Regions from separate parts of the Triticum aestivum genome. Here region 2 is linked to region 1. A link is a contact called in public Hi-C data. All regions are on one chromosome and are shown on one strand. Each heading gives the region's core, a stretch centred on a gene start, on an enhancer-like site or on the middle of the called end of the contact. The rest is flanking DNA. Distances are from core to core; before and after follow the strand shown. Region 1 holds the start of LOC123072083 (transaldolase). Region 2 holds the start of LOC123072089 (microfibrillar-associated protein 1).

Region 1 (6,203 bases), core at 2,837-5,336:
AGTTCTTTGCTGTCTGAAACCTGTCTCGTTCTCGAGACCGACTTGTGTGTACTGAAATCAATCTACCAAAAAGTCTTACTGGATATTTCGTGTGTATATTGTTGAATGGCAGTTCAGCGATGGAGTTCGATAGTATTTCTCCCTGCGGATGGGAATATAAGTCGGGCGTGGGCCTTAGATTTTCGATTGGTTAGTGTGTGGCATATTACACATGTTTCGCTCGTTAAATGGACGACCTAAAATCAAGTACCTGACTTATATTCCTGTCTGGAGGGAATGCTTTAAAAGTTTTTGTTCATGAGTTAATGGGTCCTCAAATAGAGTACTAGGTTAGCTCATTATTGTTGCGACAATGACCTAGTTATTCACATTCACCACTGTCCAAATAAAGTGTGCCTAAGGTGTCATGTGTTTAAGAATATACATGTAATAGAAATACTTTCCCAAACTGCAGTTAGAGGACTTCGACAGACCAATGTTGATAGCATTAGTTGTGACCTAGTTATTCACATTCACCACTCCCGTCCTCGAAGTTATAAAATTTCACTCAAAATATATGATCTTTGCTGAAGTGAGCGGTATAAAAGGGCAATTTTCAGCATACATATATGGTTCCTACAAATGGCATAAAGATTACTTTGGCTTCTGTTAAACTGTTACTGTTTAGTTAGATCAAAGTGTCCGTCAATGAAAACAGAACATGGGTCTGATATATTCCAAAACATTACTGAGCTAAAGTTGCCAACATTCCTGTAATCTTGCGAACATACAGATAACAACAGTAAGGAGAAATGCATTTCCCAAAGATACACAAATATGGCTCACTTGCTCAAAAACAATTGATCAGAAAACGATAGCAGTTGCGAGCAACAAACCTCAGTTACACAATGACAGCCAGGCACGCCTAGAATACAAAGAAGCTCACCCAGATAACTGGGAGCATTTCATTTCCGAATGGAAGGGGAGAGCCAGCAAGCTGGCATTTTTATTGGGTAATCGTTTGATGGCCAGCGCCGGTACCAAACCATTCTATCCAACAATTTTAGCGCCTACAGGTTGGCGGCGGTCTTGAGGGCGTTGCCCTTCTCCTCCAAGCTCGTGAGCAGGCTGTCGAAGCTCCCCTTGAAGGAGCTCACGCCCTCGTGCTCCAGCTGCTTGCCAACCTCTTCCCAGTCGATGCCCAGCTTCTCCAGGGCACTGTATATGCCCTCGGCTTCTGATACGTTCGCGTCGATTGTCCTAGCAACTGTGCCGTGGTCGATGAACGCGTCCAGAGCTTGGTCGGGCATCGTAGAGACCTGAATGTGCAAAGGGTGGCAAGCAAGTTAGGATGCGCTTAAAAGTTCTGAATATGTAAAAAATGACAAGTCGGTGATTATGATCCTGACGAACAAGACGAAAAGAACTTGCTGTCGAAACTCACGGTGTCAGGTCCGATGAGAGGATCGACGTAAAGAGTGTCCAAGTAAGCCGGGTTCTTCACGCTGGTAGATGCCCACAACAACCTCTGCTTCTTGGCTCCCTTCTTCACCAAAGCCTCCCACCTCGGGCCAGAGAATTTCTTCAGGTAAAGCTGATTTGCTATCTTTGCTTGTGCTACGGCAGCCTGAGAGAACAGAGGGTGGTTGTTAGTCAAAACTTGAATATGATAATTTAGAAAGTTCTGCTACTAGGCGACAGGTAATTCCAAATTGTCTCTACCTTTCCCCTCGGGGCAAGAGCTTCCGGTGTTCCAATCTTCTCAAGCATTTTGTCGATCAGACTGTCAACTCGGCTGACAAAGAAGGATGCTACACTGGTTACTCGGGATAAGTCGCTCAAACCAGAAGCCTCAAGCCCGTCGAGGTAAGCATCAATCACAGCCTCGTATCTTGCAACAGAGAAGATAAGCTGCAGCGACATCAATAAACTTGTGATCAATAGGTTTGGCATCAAAGTATATAACAAGCACAGCAAAGTTTACACTAAACAATATCGTAAGCGATCCAGTGGGGAAAAAAGAACAGATGATACGTTGGCGACCAAGGAGATACAAGATAATGATGACAAAGCCAGAGCTCAGCACTTACAGTGACATTGACGCTGATGCCATTAGCAATGACTTCCTTGATAGAAGGAACACATTCTGCTGTAGCTGGGATCTTTATGTACACATTGGGGCGGTTGACCACTTTGTGTAACCACTTCGCAGCTTCGACGGTTCCTTGGGTGTCATTTGCCAGCCTAGGAGACACCTCCACTGAAACGTAACCATCAGCCCCATCAGTCTCGTCGTAGATGGGCTCAAACAGCTTGCACGCGTCTTGGATGTCCTTTATGACGAGTTCCCAGTAAGCGCTCTCCGCATCCTTCCCAGCTGATATAAGCTCCTTGAACTGACCGTCATAGGCGTTTGATGAAGAGATGGCTTTCTGGAAAATCTGCATATTGTTGGGGACACAGTCAGCAGGGAACATTGCAGACACATCACACATGAGCAAGCCATATAAAGCATATAAGAAAAATAAAACAGTAAAAGGGTGATTACCGTTGGGTTGCTGGTGACTCCACGGACACCGTTGGCGATGTAGGGCAGCAAATCGGTGACAGGCCGGCAAAGGTTGTCGTACCACGGGGACTGACCCTGTTGCTCATAGAGGTCATGGAGCGTGGTCCTCTTCGTCACCGCACCGTTCCCTTCCTTGGCGGAAGCCATCGCACTGAAAATCACATTCCATGGAGGACAAGAATCAACATCGCATCCAAATGGTTGTTGCATCACATACATACTCCCTCCGTTTTTATTTAGTTTGCATATTAGCTTTGGTCAAAGTCAAGCTTTACAAACTTTGACCAAGTTTATAAACAAAAATATTAAGATATACAATAACAAATCAACAACATTAGATTTATTATTAAATGTACTTTCACATAGTATAGATTTATTATGATAAATGTCTATATTGTTTTCTATAAACTTGGTCAAACTTTACAAAGTTTGACTTCAGTCAACTCTGATATGCAGAGTAAATAAAAACGGAGGGAGTACAATACAAACAGAAAGAACTTTCTGTTCTTTTTTCTTTGGCAAAAGGAACTTTCTATGCATGATCATGAGCACTGTAAAATGTTAGTGAACTTTCTTCTATACATGAACATGAGGTGGTGGCAACTTGGTGTACAATATTAGTGCACGCAGGATGCAAAGCCATACGAGATGGCCAGTAACAGATGGAAAAACAGGAGGCTATGCTTATCGCCATCAATCAAGCAGGAAGAATCCAGAAGCGAGGGCCTGCTGTGGCGTGTAGCCCAACCAACCCGGCGGCGCGCTTGCATAGGATACATCGCCCTCAACCACGTAGCGACGAATCCGCGCACGGCAACACGGGCCATCTCGGCCGAGTTGACCGAGACGGCTCGCGAAACCACCCGATCCCGGCTGTCCACCCCCCATCGGACGGCCGCCCAGGCCTCCCTGGAAGGACCTCGAGGCCACCGCGGATCCGAGCAAGGCGCCGGGCCGGGGCGGGGCCACGCGCGATCGATCTACGCGGCGGCGAAGCATCAGCGCCGCGATCCTACCCACCCACCCACCGCAATTCGAACTGTGAAAGCGTGAATTAAGACCAAAAAAAAACTCTTCCCGAATCACGGCCCGGCCGCTCTGATCTGACCGAACCTCGCCGGCGACGCAACCCCAGCCAGTCGCCTTCCCACGGCGCCGCCGCAGCAGCTCGCCCCAGCGAAATCACGAATCTAATCAACCGGCGACGCGAGGAGAAGAGGTTAGGAGGGGCGGAGAGGGGTGCGTGTGTTCTCACATGACGGGGCTCCTGGCGCGGCCGGCGAGGGAGACGCGGAAGCGTCGGGCGGAGGGGGCGAAGGCGAGCGCGGCGGCGCGGAGGGGCTGCGAGGGGAGCGGCCCCGCGGCCGCCGGCCTCGGGGCGGCGAGCTTGGGCACGGTGCCGGCCATCGCGGCTCTGCTTCCGGCTCGGGGGTTGGTGAGGAGAGGGGGGCGGCTGGGCTGGGTTGGTCGCCCACGGGGGTTGTTGCGAGGTTTAGCGGAGCGGGGCTGCCTCACACGCACCGATCTGTCTTTCCTTTCTTCCTGCCGTTGGTCCTTGTCATCGTCAATAAATAGATGCACCATTCTAACCCCGTTTTACGGTTAGGCCCTTGTGGTTTCTGGTATTTGTGGTGTGTTATGGGCTGGTGAAGGGGCGGAGCAGCCGTGCGCCGGTGGGGTGTGTACGCGGAGGCATGTGAACGTGCGATGATCCGGTCGTGGAGATGCCTTGCAGTGGCATATTGCCCTTTTGCCTCTCCTTGGTTTGAGCATTGAGGATTGAGTAATTGAACCACGACTTGTGAGGATTGAGGAGGCCAGAGGCCAAGCTAGTAAGCAACGTGTACTGGTTCAATCCAGTAGCAAAGAGCAGCAAGATCAAGTAGCCAATGCAAACAGTGCATTTTTTTTCATGAGACAGGGAATCGAATCGAATCGGCCACTTTTCTTGCGCCTTGGTTCTAGAAAATGGCGATACGCTGTAGTTGGAAGCAGGGGATCGAACTGGCCGCTTTTCTCCTTGAGAGTGAGAGTGACGATGGGTTGTGGTTGGCTCCCCATTGACAACAATGGGTGCCACGAAGAAATGGCTTTGGGTGAATGCCATAGTCTATTTTTGAGCTTTAAGGTAAAACCAAAGATGGCAAATTTGTCTGTAAAAAGAAAACAAAAGCTTATGAATAGTGTCATGTCCCACAAAACATGCGGGAGATGTAGTTGAATTTGTCCACTTTCTCCTCGACAACGACGTTAGGTTGAGTTGGCTAGAGTATGATAGGTAGCACGGAGGAACGACTTGGTTGGAAAGTAGTTTAGATCTTCAAGAAATATCCAATGTTGTGAATTTCCTTTCCGTTTCAGCCGCACACGACAACACCGCCTCTGTTGTGTTTTCGGTTGCAAAGCTTCTTGCGCATGGACCTCTCCATAGGCCATACCATGTTATGTGGGCCAATTGAGCAGCTCCACCACTCTCTCAGTTGAAAATGATGTCGAATTGAAGTCGTCTCACTTTCGACGACGATAGGTCATGAACAAATGAATTGAGATGGATCGCGGTTTATAGACCTCTGGTATATACATGTACTTCTCCAAAATCATACGAAATTGGTGTGAAAATGCAAAAGAGGCTAAGAGTATAAAAAAGCAGGTTGTCAATGGAGCACAATGGTGGGTTGGTGGCGTTTATGACGGGGTTGTTGACGATGTTAAGCCTGACCCCAATATTATCCTTATCCGGACCCAAAAAAATGCCATCATCAAAAGATAAGCGGGTGATATATATGGTACGGTACTATTATCGCAACTTAATTAACACGACGTTCCTAAATTCAGGTAGGTCCCTGGCTCTCCTCGTATTGAGACATAGGGTCTTGCCGCTGGTGTCAGCGGCCCCAGATATACAGGCGGAGGGAAGTTGGCCCCGCCGGCCCTTGGACGCGGGAAAAGTCCACGAAGCAGCTGCAGCAGCTTTGTTTGCCCCGTCGGGCTCCGGTTCTCTCATCAGGTGCGTCGTACCTAGCCGCAGGATACACACGCACACGCAGGGTGGCGGCGGATCCTAAAAAAAAAAAAAACAAGACGCAGGGTGGCGGCTACTGCCTACCGCAGCCGCGGCCACCCACCCTTCCACGTCCAGACTCCAGACTCGAGTCTCTTTCTCATCGGGATCCCGGGCACACCTACCCGGCGAGAATAATCGGATCGGGGCGTCTCTGATCCGTTTGCGGTTCCTTCCGACCACTACTCTTCCGTCGCTGTTCAAAAAATCACAAGCATCCGTCCGGCTGTAGAGCTCAGTTCCCTGAACCGGTCTGAAACATTCGGGCGGCCCGTCCGGTTATTGATCGGTCATAATTTTTCGACCCAGACAGCCCCCTCAAAAGGGCTTCAAACGTCCGGACTGACCGACACCCCTCATATCCAGCTGAAACATAGGGCAGATATGTGTGCGTCCGGGCGCGCCCGCCACGTCGGTCTGACGCCGGGTTCCCATAGGGGGGGAACGCCCGGAAACCCGGTGGTTCGACGGACGCCGCGTCCGTCGTCGCGATGTGAATTCTGCGTGGCACTGCTCCGGCTCGGCGCCCGAGACCAAATCTGCCTATTTAAGTCGGCCGGTGTCCTGCAACCCTAGCCCCATCCACCTCACCCT
Region 2 (5,606 bases), core at 1,715-4,214, 420 kb after region 1:
ACATGCTACCAACGCTTTAGAGCATAATTAGTTTGCCGCCAATTTTTGGCTTGCCAAATGTTGCCATTGCCAAATATTGGCAATACCAAGACTTGCCAACTATTGGCAACTTTATAAGAGATGGGCACAAACCAACCAAGTACTCCCTCCGTCCGGAAATACTTGTCATCAAAATGAATAAAAAGGGATGTATCTAGATGTATTTTAGTTTTAGATACACCCCTTTTTGTCCATTTTGATGACGGAGGGAGTAGTAGGCAATATTTGGCACAATGCCAAACATTGGCATGCCAATTTTTGGCAACAAACCCCACCGGGCCAGCAGTCGAGTTCAGGAGGGGAGGATTTGGTCAGCCTACATGGCTATTTGAATTTTGAACTGAGATTGGTAAGAATAGTTTATTTCATTCCAACCTTAGCAATGAAGGTGATGGAAAAGAACACAACAACTAAATGAACAGGCAACTAAATGAGGCAGTGAATTCTGGAGAAATAGCCTCAATTTGATCTGTTAGTCTGTAACACAAATCCCAGGTATCTCATATTGTCCAACAGCTATGAATAAAGCCACACATGAGCCCTTTTTGGCCTATGTTTTCTTCAATTTAAACACTACAAATTAAGGCTTTCTTGGAATTCTGTTACTATAGGATTCTCAAGAGCACACAAATGTAGCATGACTAGCAAACGACAAAATTTTCAAGCAAATATTATAGAAGATGCGCCTGTCGCGAGAAGTCACAGAAACATATATGTACAAAATACTTCTCCGAAAAAGCATTTTGCAAGATAGTACAAGACTAAATGATAGCACATGTCTCATATGTGATCAACATAAAGAAATAAAACATCTGCATAAGCACCATTTTCAGCTAGTGATCATATGGTAGTAGGAGAGTGGTACCGGGTCAAAGCCAACAAAACAAACATTTAATCATCTCGCTTTGTATCCCAATCCTTCATCTTCTTACTTCCCTTTGGTTTAGCAATAGGTGCATTCATGCCCGCCATTTTTGCATTATATTTTGTTCGCAGCGGCCCGTTTGTAGCCCATCTGAAATTCAACAAGAAATAAGTAAGGGCCATGATCCTTGTTATAAGATCAGAATGAGTGCCCTTTTTAGCCAAAAACAAACTACTCCCTCTGTCCCATAATATAAGAGCGTTTTTTACACTACACTAGTGTCAAAAACGCTCTTATATTATGGGACGGAGGGAGTAATTGATAAATACCATCGACAAAGCTAGAATGACAAAAAGAGGGACAAATCAGGCATGCCGATTGAAGGACCAGAGAGGGGCTATTAGTATTCAGCTGAAAAGCATACACGGTGTGTCTTCTATTTAGGCAAGTAAGCATTGTCTGGACAAAGTAGTGGATAGATGGCACATGTTCTACTGATAAGCAATATGACGATAATTAAACAGGCCGGCTGAACATTTTCAGGTAGAAAACAGTAATGCCATAAGAATGAGTACATACGGTGCATCCCAGTCAGTAGTGTCCTCGTTAACAAGATGTGTCCACTTTGTTCTGCCACTCCGCCCGAAATGCTTGACTTGCATGACCTTAGGCAAGATGCTCTTGTCCATCTTATCTTCACCGGTGGGCGCAGAGAAATCACGGGTGTATATAGCGTCTCTACCAGCTGACTGACTCACGTCATCACCACTCTCCTGGAAGAAGGCACCCTTGTGGTAGTACTTTTGCATAAAGTTCCACTTCTGTTTGGACTTCTGGAGAGAAGGTTTCGGGTTCTTCTTCTCCCACTCCCGGCGCTCCTCCTCAGTCATATTCCTCACCTTGTCAATCTCTTCCTTCTCCTTCAACCTTGCATACCTTTCCTCCCTGTCCCTCTTAATCCGCGCCATCTCACGGTTCTTCCATGACTCATACTCCTCAGCTTCGTTCAGCTCATCATCCGTGTCGACATCCTCGATGCTAGCATCCTCGTTGAGCGCCTTCTGAATGTGCTCATCCTTCCTGATCTCCTCCACCACAATCTGCCTGGTCTCAATCTTCCTAGCCTCGAGCCTCTTCCTGATGTTCTCCTCCGCCTGCCGCTCCTCCTCCTCGAGCCGCTCGCGCTCGGCGATGGTGTCCCGCTGCGCCTTGGGTATGAAGACGGGCTTCACCATGGCCATGCCCATCTGCTCGTCCTCCGAGTCGGTCTCGTACTCGGACTCCTCCGACTCCTGCACGTCATCCTCCAGCGGCTCATCCTCCTGCGGGAGCAGCTCCTCCTCCTCCTGCGCCCGCAGGCGCTGCCGCTCCTTGATTCTCCTCCGCCGCTCCTCCTGCGCGTCCTCGTCGTCCTCCTCCTCCGCCTGCGCCTCCTGCCTGTCCCGCTCCTCCTCGGCGGTGGACACGATCTCGGCCTGCCGGATGCGGCGGTGGTCGGCCCTGAGCTCCTCCTTGTTCTCCGCGCGCGTCTCCGCGAGCCGCCGCAGCCGCCGGTCGTCCTTGGGGGGCCGGTCCCGGTCCCGGTCCCCTTCCTCGGCCTTGGGGAACGCCTCGTCGAGGGAGACCCTGGCCGCGCGGAGATCTATGTCGTCCTCGGCCTCGTCGGCCCACTCGGGCTTCTTCCCCGGCCAGTAGCGCTTCACCTTGGTCTGGCCGATCTTGCCCCGCAGCTTGTCGCGCACCGCGATGGCCGCATCGCTGACCCCCGCCGCCACGGACATGGTGCTCGCGCTCGGCCGCTGGACGGTTTGAGGCGGTGACTGGGAGGGGGAGCGCGGTGGAGGCGGTGTCCAACCCTAATAAAGCGAAGACAAATCCGAGTAGGCTAGGGTTTGATTGCCAAGGGAAGGAAAGAACCGCGTCTGATATGGATCCGGTGGAGGGGAGGAGACGGAAGGGCTCCTGTGGCGGTGCTTTGGTGGGGGGGTGGGGGGTGGGAGGGGGCAGAGGCGGTGGAGGTGGAGGTGGAGGTTCCGGCGGCGCCGCCAGAGGAGGTCGAGCCTTCCGGAGCGGGGATGAGATCAGGGAAGCCGGGGGCGCCTGCGCCTGAGGCCTGAGGTGAGGAGCTTGGAGGGCCGCCTGAGGATAGAAAAGGGCCCTGAGCCCGCATACACCGCCTATAGCCAGACCAAGCGGGCCACCTTCCCGCGGCCCACCGCCGGGAATTCTCTCGGCCCAGCTACTTTACAATCCAAAATCAAACACTTTTGAATTCCCTAAAAAAACTAAGCAGCTTTAAAATGCCATCCAAACTACAAACGGAGAAAACCTATCTGACTGATGTTCACTGCGTCAAGTTGCTGGAAAAAAAAACGCCATCCACAAAGTATACCTACCTAGTTTGAAATGTTTATTAAAAAAAAAAGACTGGCATTTCTTAAGGCCCAAGAGATGCTAGTTCACCCACCAGGCCAGTAGTCTAGCTCAGGAGGGTCTGCCCGGGCGTCAAAAAACAGTTCTGCGTCAAAAAAAACACAGTTTTGCCATATGGGAGCTTGCGAGTATCTGATGAAATGCATCTCCAGCTTGAGCACAAAAAAGGAACACCATCGAAAATGATGTGCATACAATACTTTCCTCCACAATGCTGACACGACACTAACATGGAACGTACAGATTGAAAACAAGAATGGTTCAAATTTTATCGTATACGTGTACCATCACTCGAACACCATAGCCTGCTTCATTACGAAGGGTTTCCGACAAGTCGGTTGCTTCCTCTATAACATCTTTTCAGGATACTGTCCAGCTTCAGGAGTCGGAGCATCCTCCTCGGAAACAAACACACCAAACAGATGCAAACCAAACACACCAAACAGCTTCAGGAGTCGGATCATCATCATCTGTTACAACTTCAAGATTTAACAGAAAACCACAGCTATGGGTGGGCAATCGGTTGAGATGTCAAAGAGCAGGTTGTTCTTGAACTTCTCCCCAGCAGATGCACAAGCACCTCTGTGGGGTTAAAGGTCAGATCAACAAATACAAGAAGAGGGGCATAAGAGTATTGTTGGCCAACAGACGGCCATTTTACCTTGCACAGTAATCCACCCTTGGGATCTAGAAGGAAACCATGTAAGTATATGAAGATGGTTTTTGCATTTTCTGTGGAGGCGCATATGGTGAAATTGCAACGGAGCCGCCCTTCAAGCAGATATGATCTTCTGTCCGAAGTCCTGAACAACCATGTTCCTGAAATAATAGTGGAAGCAATTGTTACAGAAAGATAAAAATGGTGTTTAAAAACTTCAAGCAACCAGTGCGAGGGATTTCGTTGTATGTCAGTCAGAAGGAAATGTTGTATGGGATGGTAAGTACTCCCTCTGTAAACTAATATAAGAGCATTTAGATCACTACTTTAGTGATCTAAATGCTCTTATATTAGTTTACAGAGGGAGTAGTTATCTTCAACTTAACAGCTAGTTATGAGTATGTATGAAGGGTAGTCTGACAGTTTTTCAGAAAAGAAAGCAAATCATTACCTGAAACAAAGTGCCAAAGAACATGTGCAAACTGAAGTAGTCAAGTCAAATTGGACACCATTCAGAAGTCTAAATAATGAAACTAGCATAGAGTAATTCAGATGGTCCACTGCCCCCATGTGCTGTGCTGCAATTGGATGTGTCCCAAGCTCCCTCCTTGACTGACGACTGGTACGAACTTGCTTAAAAAAAGCTTCCAGATTACTCATAAGGTTGGGGACGGACCTTATGACAAAGACAGCGCCAACCCGAAAGGTACATGTCTACAACTAGTCAACAATGGTGTCCCTTCTTCCACGGCCCACAAGTTTGTTTCCACGTATGACTAGTCAACAATGGCGTCTCTTCTTCCAAAGCCCGCATGTGGTTCAGCGAGACCCGTCTTCAATCCTTCCGCTACTAGTGAGACCCAACATGCATTCGGCTGCTAAATGGTACTGTATATAGCACTAACAAGTTGAAGCACAAGTAGTATCCAACACAAACAGAGAAACAGAGTATACATATTCAAGATGAGCAGGGCCATGGTATCACTACTCGTGCTTGCGGTGCTTGTGTTGCCGCCGGCAACAATTGCCACGGTGACTACAGCTACAAGAAACTGCTCTGATACCTGTGGTTCTGATGTGATACCTTACCCTTTCGGGCTAGATCCTTCATGCTCCTTGCCTGGTTTCAATCTCACCTGTGCTGTCGACAAGCACACCAACGCCAGTTTTCTCATGCTGGGCACGGACAACTCAACCCTGAAGGTGTCTCAGGTTTTTGCGGATTCCAACCCCTACCTCAGCTACCTGCACACCAGTCTCTCGTACACGACGAAAATGATTCCCGGTGTCCGCGACTCCTCCATCCACTGGGAAGCTCCAGCTAGGCCCTTTGCCATCTCTGGCTCGTCAAACATATCCTTGTTTGTTGTCGGCTGCGATGTCACAGCCTCACTGTACATTGGAAACTCGGTCGTTCAGGTCGGGAACTGCACTGTCGTCTGCACGGAAGCTCAAATCATGGAGAAGCTACCTGTGGGGACATGCGATGCCATGGTTGGCATCAGATGCTGCTCCATCGGCATACAGGTGAACTTAAGGGCGTTCACCCTCAACATCTCACGCATCAGTGATTCTCCACGCCCCAAACAAGTGCAAGCTTTCATCGCCTAC

Evidence for each region. A called contact is a pair of places that touch in the nucleus more often than the background predicts.
Region 2: a Hi-C map of leaf shows a contact between it and region 1, with 4 times the contacts expected there. The contact joins the promoter of LOC123072089 here to the promoter of LOC123072083 in region 1. A contact is called at or near these places in 2 of 5 Hi-C or Micro-C datasets (both in leaf).

The regions. Positions count from the first base shown.
Region 1 is chr3B:737,733,625-737,739,827 of IWGSC CS RefSeq v2.1, forward strand. It overlaps LOC123072083 (transaldolase), which reads right to left and starts at 4,087. Exons shown (of 6, transcript XM_044495637.1): 1 at 3,804-4,087; 2 at 2,528-2,699; 3 at 2,070-2,420; 4 at 1,702-1,890; 5 at 1,424-1,606; 6 at 689-1,298. The coding sequence starts at 3,955. The coding sequence ends at 1,050. LOC123072082 (E3 ubiquitin-protein ligase At3g02290) reads left to right here. Exons shown (of 5, transcript XM_044495636.1): 5 at 1-85.
Region 2 is chr3B:738,152,129-738,157,734 of IWGSC CS RefSeq v2.1, forward strand. It overlaps LOC123072089 (microfibrillar-associated protein 1), which reads right to left and starts at 2,965. Exons shown (of 2, transcript XM_044495645.1): 1 at 1,484-2,965; 2 at 697-1,054. The coding sequence starts at 2,685. The coding sequence ends at 931. It overlaps LOC123072090 (a long non-coding RNA gene), which reads right to left. Exons shown (of 9, transcript XR_006434833.1): 9 at 3,582-4,156. It also overlaps the pseudogene LOC123072088.